2 separate regions of the Mus musculus genome follow, and region 2 is linked to region 1. The links are chromatin contacts, called in public Hi-C maps. All regions are on one chromosome and are shown on one strand. The core of a region is the stretch at or near the end of the contact, and the rest is flanking DNA. Distances in the headings are between cores, read along the strand shown. Region 1 overlaps Gm41302 (a long non-coding RNA gene). Region 2 overlaps Gm41303 (a long non-coding RNA gene).

The links. Hi-C and Micro-C count contacts between places; a contact is called where the count stands out from the background.
Region 2: a contact with region 1 is called in a Hi-C map of colorectal tumor organoids, with 1.7 times the contacts expected there. The contact joins two enhancer-like sites. A contact is called at or near these places in 2 of 15 datasets of contacts at CTCF or cohesin (both in embryonic stem cells), 17 of 484 Hi-C or Micro-C datasets (the AML12 cell line, the NIH/3T3 cell line, colorectal tumor organoids and 9 more) and 5 of 115 datasets of contacts at active chromatin or transcription factors (embryonic limb bud, embryonic stem cells, pancreatic cancer cells and 1 more).

Annotation. Positions count from the first base shown.
Region 1 is chr15:37,122,636-37,127,140 of GRCm38.p6, forward strand. Gm41302 (a long non-coding RNA gene) reads right to left here. Exons shown (of 3, transcript XR_875170.3): 3 at 1,392-1,959. Among named protein-coding and RNA genes, the nearest start is that of Gm41301, 11 kb to the right of the region's middle. Within about 2 kb of position 1,811, at least 15 of the 459 cell types and tissues checked have an H3K27ac peak or open chromatin away from gene starts, as enhancers often do. A contact at or near this core is called in colorectal tumor organoids, where this site is marked.
Region 2 is chr15:37,190,923-37,195,427 of GRCm38.p6, forward strand. Gm41303 (a long non-coding RNA gene) reads right to left here. Exons shown (of 3, transcript XR_001781593.1): 3 at 4,448-4,475. Among named protein-coding and RNA genes, the nearest start is that of Gm41303, 5.5 kb to the right of the region's middle. Within about 2 kb of position 2,074, at least 43 of the 459 cell types and tissues checked have an H3K27ac peak or open chromatin away from gene starts, as enhancers often do. A contact at or near this core is called in colorectal tumor organoids, where this site is marked.

The DNA of each region.
Region 1 (4,505 bases), core at 561-3,060:
AGTTTGCCGCTTTCAAAACACACCTACTGCTTCTGCTCTGCTCAGGCAAAACTCTTAATGAAGAAGTGTATTTGTTCTGACACAAAGCAAGATAACAGCCGTCTTCCAGGACATGGGCGAGGCTGTAGGGAGATGGTGCCACAGTGAATCATGGCTGCAGAGCCCCCACAGGGAAGGTCCCCCAGGGGCTGCAGTCTGTGCAGATAGGAGCAGTGACTGTTGAAGGCTGACTTATGTCCTGTGTTAACATTAGCAAAGTTAAATATTGTGTCTAGGTTTTCATGTTTGTATATCTCTTTTAAATTATGTTCATATACTATGCCATTATGCTATAGAATACATACTTTTTTTTTTTAAAGGTCAAGCATGGTGGCCCATGCCTTTAATCCTAGCATCCAGGAGGCAGAGGTTGGTGGATCTCTGTGAGTTTGAGGCCAGCCTGGTGAGTTTTAGGACAGCCAGAACTACATAGAGAGATCATCAAAAAAAAAAAAAAAAAAATTCACTATTTTAAAACCCATTTCACTGTTAAGTAATTAAAAGTCTAATTCCAAAATCTGTTGATTTCTACTGTTTTTGTTTTGCTTTGGTAGACTAGATCTCTTCTTCCTCTTCTTCTTCCTCCTCTCCTCCTTTTTTGTTTTTTTGTTTTTTGTTTGTTTGTTTGTTTGTTTTGGTTTGGTTTGGTTTTGGTTTTTTGGGTTTTTTTGAGAGAGGTTTTTTCTGTGTGGTCCTGGCTGTCTTGAAACTCACTCTGTAGACCAGGCTGACCTCGAACTCAGAAATCCACCTGCCTCTGCCTCCCAAGTGCTGGGATTAAAGGCGTGCGCCACCACCACCTGGCTTCACTTACCTTTCAAAGTTCAATTTATTTCAATTCTAGGTTTTAAGACTGCTTAAATCTGAAGTGTCACAGATGAGAAAGTGAAAAATGCCGTTTCCCAAGGACTCTGACTTCCTAACCTTCTGACCCCCAAGACATTTATTTTCTCTACATCCTGGGGGATCAAGTTCTCAGCTCTGGTCATCTTGCTTTACAGACATAGCCATTTCCTTGTGTTTGTGTCTCTGAATCAAAAAGTAATTAACTCTAGGATCTTTATTAATAAAATAATAATTATTATTATTTTACCTTTTCTTGTATGTGCATTAGTGTTTTACCTACATGTATGACTATGTGAGAGTGTAAGATCTTGGAATTACAGACTGCAGTGAGCTACCATGTGGATGCTGGGATTTGTACCCCGATCCTCTGGAAGAGCTGCCAGTGTCCTTAACTGCTGAGCCATCTCTCTGGACCCACTCTAAGACCACCTCTGTGCCTACATTCTGTGGCTGTGGGTGGAGGGGAGAGTGAAAAATGGAGAAAGCAATCTGCTTCCAACCCCCCAACTTGGAGGCTCCTCAGCGGAGCACCAGCAGGATTCTGAGAGACTCCTCTCTGCCCACTCCACAGTTGTGGGCCACTCCTTCACTCCTCAAGTTGGAATTGGTCCTCGGCATGGCAGTTTCAAAGTATGATCACCAAGCCTTCGACTCTTTTTGTTTACCTTCTCAGTCATAAACGTTCATTCCGTTCCTTGTGTGCAACTTGTATTAAACCACACACTGATTTATTGAGCTCTCCATGGCAGAAGCTGAAGTGAAGATATAAATCGCCATGCAGTCAAGGAAACTCTCTGTAACAGAATCAGCCAGTCTGCTCCTGAGAAGCCTGGGAAATGGCCACCAACACATCCCTGTGTGCTCTTCCGCCCGCCTCCTCATACTTTCTCCTTGTTCTGATGACACACCAATTCCAGGAGCACATGCTGTCACACCCATGCATTTTCCACTGGCCTCATGAGAGGGAGCCTTAGATGAGACTTATGTGTCTCTGCAGAGAGTGGAGAACACGTGCTCCAAGTCTCGCAGGGCAGCGGGCAGAGTTCCAGTCCTGTTTCAGTTCCGTAGCACTGCCTGGGAACACAGCAGGGAAATAAGTTGTTTTGAATAATATGTTGGCTTCTAGTGCACATGCTCGTGCACACCCACACACACCCACACACCCACACACACCCACACATCCACATGCACACACACACACCACACACACACTCTCTCTCTCTCTCTCTCTCTCTCTCTCTCTCTCTCTCGAGTACACACACACACACACATGCACACACACATCACACTCTCTCGAGAGCGTGCACACCCACCCACACCCACATATGCACACCCACATATGCACACCCACACTCACCCACACATCCACATGCACATACACACACACACACACACACACATCCACATGCACACACACACCACACTCTCTCGTGCACACACACACACACACACACACACACACACACCTTTCGGGAGGAAACTCCTCCCTGATTTCAATCATACAGTGTAGTTATAGGGGCCAGTCAAGCATCCCATTTTAATGTAGCCATGACACTTTCTAAGATTGTGGGTCTCTGGGAGGTGGCAGTGGAAGTTTGCACACTCCTGTCCCAGATGGCTGGATTGGGAAAGCTGGCAGAAAGTATTCAGCAGCCATGGTGCCTACATGGAATGAGTCAGCCTTTGGAGGCAAAAGAGGAGCTTCCATATACAGAGAAGCAAGCAAGAAAGGAAGAAGGGAAGGAGGGAAGGAAGGAAGGAAGGAAGGAAGGAAGGAAGGAAGGAAGGAAAGAAGGAAGGATGGACGGAGAGAGGGAGGGAGGGAAGGAAGGAAGGAAGGAGAGAGGGAGGGAGGAAGGGAGGGAGGGAGGGAAGGAAGAAAGGAGAGAGGGGGGGGGAAGGAAGGAGAGAAGGAAGGAAATAGGGAAGGGGGAAAGAGGGAGAGAAGGTAGGAGGCAAGGTAGGAACAAAGGAAGGAGAGAAGGAAGGAAGGAAGGGAGGGAGGGAAAGAAGAGAGGGAAGGAGGGAGGGAGAGAGGGAAGGAAGGAAGAAGGGAGGGAGGAAAGGAAGGAAGGGAGGAGGGAAGGTAGCAACAAAGGAAGGAGGGAGGGAAGGTAGGAGGAAAGGAAGAAAGGAGGGAGTGAGGGAGAGAAGGAAGGAAGGGAGGGAGGAAGGAAGGAAGAAGAAACAAAGTCTGTTGTAGCCACACCCTAGCCTATCCTGTCAGTGAACTAAATACCAGTGTATAGCTGAGCTAGTTTAAACTGAGTCCCCAGTCACTCAATATTAACCTGACTAAGACCACTCTGCACACTCTGGTGCTCACACAGCTCTCTCTCTTTCAAGCAATCTGTTCAGGGAACAGTGCTACCCACAGTGGGTGGCTGTTTCCATCTCAACTAACTCAATTAAAGCAATCCCTGACCCGAGAGATGGTGCAATGCTTCAGAGTGCTCCATGCTCTTCCGGACGACCTCAGTATGGGCAGCAGCTGATGTCGTAACTCTAGCTCCAAGGGATTTGATCCCCTCTTCTGGCCATGATAGGGACTACACTCACATGCACATTCCCAAACACAGACACACAGGGGTACTCACAACTAAAAAGGAAGGAAGGAAGGAAAGAGGGAAGGAAGGAAAGAGGGAAGGAAGGAAGGAAGGAAGGAAGGAAGGAAGGAAGGAAGGAAGGAAAGAAGGAAGGAAAGGAGACTTACAAGCATGCCCAGATGTCTGTCCAAGTGATTCTGGATGTCAAGTAGCTAGCAATGGAAATTAACTGTTGCAAACAGGTGTCTTAGACTTTGCTTTATCAGCTTACAATGTTTATTTTATTTTTTATAAAGAAGGGGGTGGACAGGCAGGCAGTGGTGGCTTACACCTTTAATTCTAGCACTTGGGAGGCAGTGAAAGGCAGATCTCTTGAGTTCAAGGCCACTCTGGTCTACAGAGCAAGTTCCAGGACAGCCAAGGCTACATAAAGAAACCCTATCTCAAAAAACTAAAGGAAGGAGGAGGAGGAGGAGGAGGAGGAGGAGGAGGAGGAGGAGGAGGAGAAAACCATTTTGTAGTGACACACACCTCTGATCCCGGTACTCAGGAGGCAGAGGCAGGCAGATCTCTGTGAATTCAAGGCTAGTCCAAGCTACATAGTAATACTTGATCTCAAACAAACAAAAGTATTTTCCTTCTGTAACTAATGAGTGAACCAGGAAGTTAAACTTTTAAGTTGAGTTACTGTATTGTCTCTGGTAATAGTTCCCACAATGGTTGTACCATCCTTTCCTGATTCTCATTTCATATTGTGAATTACTTCAGATTGTGGCTGTAACTCTGTGTCTAGTCTCAGAGAGCCTCCCAATTTCTTCTTGACTTCCCTCCCCTGTGGGTGAGCAGTCTTTGATCTACCACTTGCTGCTGCTAAATGCAGGGTCTGTTGTCATTTTTTGTCTCTGTGACTCAAGAGTTCTCCTTGTATAGAATCTGTTATCTTGTCTGGTAGAGAGTAGGTCTCCCTCTGTTGAGCTTTCATACTTTCAAAAGAATTTAATTTAGATACATAGTAAATAATACACACATACACACACTCTCACAGGACACCACATCACACCACACACATGCACA
Region 2 (4,505 bases), core at 824-3,323, 69 kb after region 1:
AAAGCCACCCTGGGCCACAAGCTCATGCCACATCTTCATGCCATTCTGCCTCAGACAGAGTTGGTGAAATTTAAAAAGATCTGTACCCATAGAGTGTGAGAGAGTACTGTCCTGGAAAGTTACCTCTATAGTCCTCCAAGCAGACAGAAGCAGAAGGGATTTAGTTAAGCTGTAAGCTCGAGTCTTTTGAAAGACAGAAGCTGAGAGCCAGGGAGGTGTAGGGCAACAGAGTTAAACCCCTTTCTTCAAAGACTGAGCTTTCTACCCATCGCACTTTCATGAAAGGGGACTTTTCTTCCATGCACTGTCTGAGAGGCATGCTCTCTGACCATTGCAAGGGGAGAACGGACGGAGGGGAAGCGTTGTAACATCCCCAAGGGAACAAGCACAGGAAACGACTTGCACTTAGATGCCCGCCGCTCTTGGCACATCCAGCCAAGGCACCAGGCCCTGTGAACAAACCTTGGGAACTCTGAGTGTGCTTAGTCCAACTTCTAGAGACACTGCAGTAATGACGGGCTCACGATCGATTAGCCAATTACTGACAGGACTGGCATCAACAGACCTGCTATACAGATCAATCAGGCACTCTTGGCTAGGTTTCACTGACTCCCAGAAATCTCCCTAGAGTCGGGTGGCATTCACTAAGACACAGCCTGCCCTCACTCATGACTACACAAAATCTACTTAGCTCTCTCTTATTTTTTTTTAAGGTCAACTTTCTTCTTAATAGTTATGTATTTCAATTAATTTAAGAAAAGTGGGCTCCTCAAAGCTATAAATTCATGGATAAAATTCACTCAGGAGACTTGGGAGAAACTAATAATTTTATTCAAAGATAGTCGATTCGGAGAAAAGAAGTGAGTTAATTAAAAGGAAAAAAATCAGGAGGCTGGAGAGTTGGCTGAGCAGTTGAGGAGAGGAGTTGGCTGAGCAGTTGAGGAGAGTTGGCTGAGCAGTTGAGAAGACTTACTGCTCTTGCAGAGGACCCAGGTTTGGCTCTCAGACCTCACAATCAATTGTAACTTCAGTTTTGAGACAAGGTCTCTCTATGTAGCCCTGGCTGTCCTCATTATGTAGGTCAGGCTGGCCTTGAACTCAGAGATCTACCTGCCTCTGCTTCCTGGGTGCTGGGATTAAAGATGTGAGTGACCACACCCAGCCTTAATATGGTCACTCTGTCCCTCGGCCCTGGGACCGCTCACTTCTGTGGTACAAGCCAGGAATCAATGACTTTAGCATTGCTGTCAAATGGAGCCTCCCCAACTCTGGATCAACCACGTGTCAGGGGAACAGCACTTGTCTTGAAAATTTGATAGACTCTCATGTGTGGTGCTGAAATGATGGATGAGAAAAGCCCCCCACTGTGAATGGCATGGTAGTGTGTCACCTATCGGAGCCCAGGCTTTATCTGAGAGTTGGCAGATTGGACAGGGACCAGTCAACACTTGCTCTCCACCGCCGCTGTTCTGACATGTTTACCGTGAACAAATACATTCTGTTTTTATAGGGCAAATAATATCCTTGAAAGGGCACTTTAGGTTTCTCATTGTCCAATTTAAACTAGTCCCAATCCCTCAGTTTAGGATGTTCTTGTTTTTATTTAAAATGACCCATTGAATCTTCAAACTCCAGAATAGGATAATGATTTAAGGTAGGGTTTTCTGTTGAGTTATTCCTCGGCTGTTTTTCTTCTTCATACCACCCCCACCTTGAAGATTTTTATCTGGGACCTTTGCAGCCAACTAGCACAGGCTTTGCCCCACCTCTGCAGGGAATCAAGCACTAATCCTCAGATTAGAAGTGGGCACCAGACCCAAGCTGGGCCTGAACTCCTAAGCCCACTCTGTAGCCGACTGTGGATAATCTGTCTACCTCTCACTAGTCCCAAATTGAGAGATGTGTGAAAAAACTTTATCTGAGACACTGTCAAAGGAATATTCCATAACAAATTGGAGCAGCTTAACTGGGCCTGGGAGGAATGCCACGTGACTCTACAAGTTACAGGCAGTCCTCTAGGCGGGCTTTCAAACTTCCCGGGGAACACTGTGTCCTTGTAAGATGACTCACCTTCCCCTGCAGTAGGTGTGGCTGCAGCTTCCCACAGTTACCTCAGAAAGACAGTTTTGTCAGAGGCCATGACAATGTAGCAGGTAAGAATTTGTTAAGTATTCAAACTGGGGTTGTGGCCGGCAGTAAAGGAACCCAAGGCTTCACACTCTGGAGAAAGATCTAGGCGTTCCCCTATCTAGCCCAGCACTGGCTTCTGCTGTCTCCACACTCCTGATCCACGTTCACACTAGAGACTGACTCCCGGGTGGAGGGCCAGCTCTTGGCTGTCCTGTGATCCTGGCTGGCTCTCCCTCCAATGGCTTTCTGTCCCCACCCCCTTCACTTGTCTGCTCTCTCCATCCCCATGGCCTGAGCATCTTCCTCCCACTTTGCACTCACCTGGGAAGCATGTCTGCTTTAGTGCTAGCTCAGGAATTTCATAGAACCACAAGGAGACAGTGGCTTCAAGTGTCAATCCTATCTACCTCTCTGAAGGGCAGTGTCCTTGGGTAAATAGGGGGCCTTCCTCAAGGAAAAGCACTTTGTGAGGAAGTAGAGGTGCTGATGTAGCTATTGGACATTCTCTTTTTATTTGTTTGTTTTTGTTTTTTTTTTTTTTAGGTTTTTAAAGACAGGGTTTCTCTGTGCAGGCCTGGCTGTCCCAGAACTTGCTCTGTAGACCATCCTGATCTTGAACTCAGGGATTCACCTGCCTCTGCTCTCTGAGCACTGGGATTAAAGCTGTGCCACATCCACCCAGCTGAGTCTTTCTCTCTTTCTTTCTTTCTTTCTTTCTTTCTTTCTTTCTTTCTTTCTTTCTTTCTTCCTTCCTTCCTTCCTTCCTTTCTTTCTTTCTCTCTCTCCCTCTCTCTCTCTCTCTCTCTTTCTTTCTTTCTTTCTCTCTCTCTCTCTCTTTCTTTCTTTCTTTCTTTTTAAAGATTTATTTATTATATGTAAGTACACTGTAGCTGTCTTCAGACACACCAGAGGAGGGCATCTGACCTCATTATGGGTGGTTGTGAGCCACCATGTGGTTGCTGGGATTTGAACTCAGGACCTCCAGAAGAGGAGTCAGTGCTCTTAACAGCTGAGCCACCTCTCCAGCCCTCTTTTGAAAATGGAATGAAACAATGTGTGATGGTTCACTTCTGTAGCTCAAAACTTGTGAGGTAGAACTAGGAAGATTGTGAGTTTAAGGGCAGCCTGGACCATGTAGCAAGAGCCTATCATAAAACAAGACATAATAAAAACAGAATAAAACAGTAGAATAAAATGGTGGAAAATGTATTTCAAAGGCAGTACTCAGTATTTAAGAATGTATCCTTCCCTGGGCAGTGGTGTCCCGTCCTTCAATTCCAGCACATGGGAGGCAGAGGCAGGCAAGAACAGAACTCTGTATGCATAATGAGTTCCTGGACAGCCAGACAAACAAACAAACTGAAGGAGTTAGAAGTCTGTGACTCTTGACCAGTTGACACCTGCTAGCTAGGCAGCAAACCAGGTGCCAGCATCTGCCTGGACTGGATCAGGGTCCCCAGCACAGTCCATTCACAGCCAAAAGCCTTGGTGTGGTGCAGCTTAGCCCCTGAGCCAGAAGTGCATCTGTTAGAAGAGCCAAGGCACCTTGAAAGAGTTACCTCTGGGACTGGACCTGAGTGATTGTGCAGACTTGCTTACTGATAGCCATTTGCAGACAAATAGAGCTATGGAGTGGGGACAGAAAAGGAGGAGACTGAGCTATGAAGTGAAGTCTTTAATACAGAAGAACATATTGGGGAGCTGTCTGGGCTCCTGCCCTCGAGGCTGACTCGAGGTATCCCATGAATGTGGGTACTCTGAGTAAACCTCACTGTTCAGGAATAACTTAAGTGAGTTTAGAATCACCATGGCATCTAGAAGAAAGATAGTCTGTATAGAAACTTACATGGGGCCACCAGAGCTCTTCCACAGGCAGGATAGGTAGTAGTCCCTCTTCAATACCATCTTGGAGAACATATGGCCTGTTCCTTAAACTCTTCATCATATGGCTTGGTTTGAGCGTCTTCATTCTTGAGTGCTGTCATTCTCTGAAAAGGCAACTTTGCAGGCCTGGAGAAGTAGCTCAGTGGTTAAGAGCTGCTGCTGCTCTTCCATAGGATGTCAGTTTTTCCCAGTCACCACGCTGGGTGGCTCACAACCGTCTGTAACTCCAGCTCAAGGACATCCAATAACCTCTTCTGAGCTCTATGGGGACCAAAACTCATGCCACACACTCTCACACATACACATAAATAAAAAAGCTTTATTAAAAGATGTGTTTATTTGTTGTATGTGTATATGAAATCACTGGAGCTGTCTTCAGACACACCAGAAGGGAGCACTGGTTTCCCATTACAGATGGTTGTGAGCCACCACGTGGTTGCTGGGAATCAAACTCAGAACCTCTGGAAGAGAAGTCAGTGCTTTCTTAACTG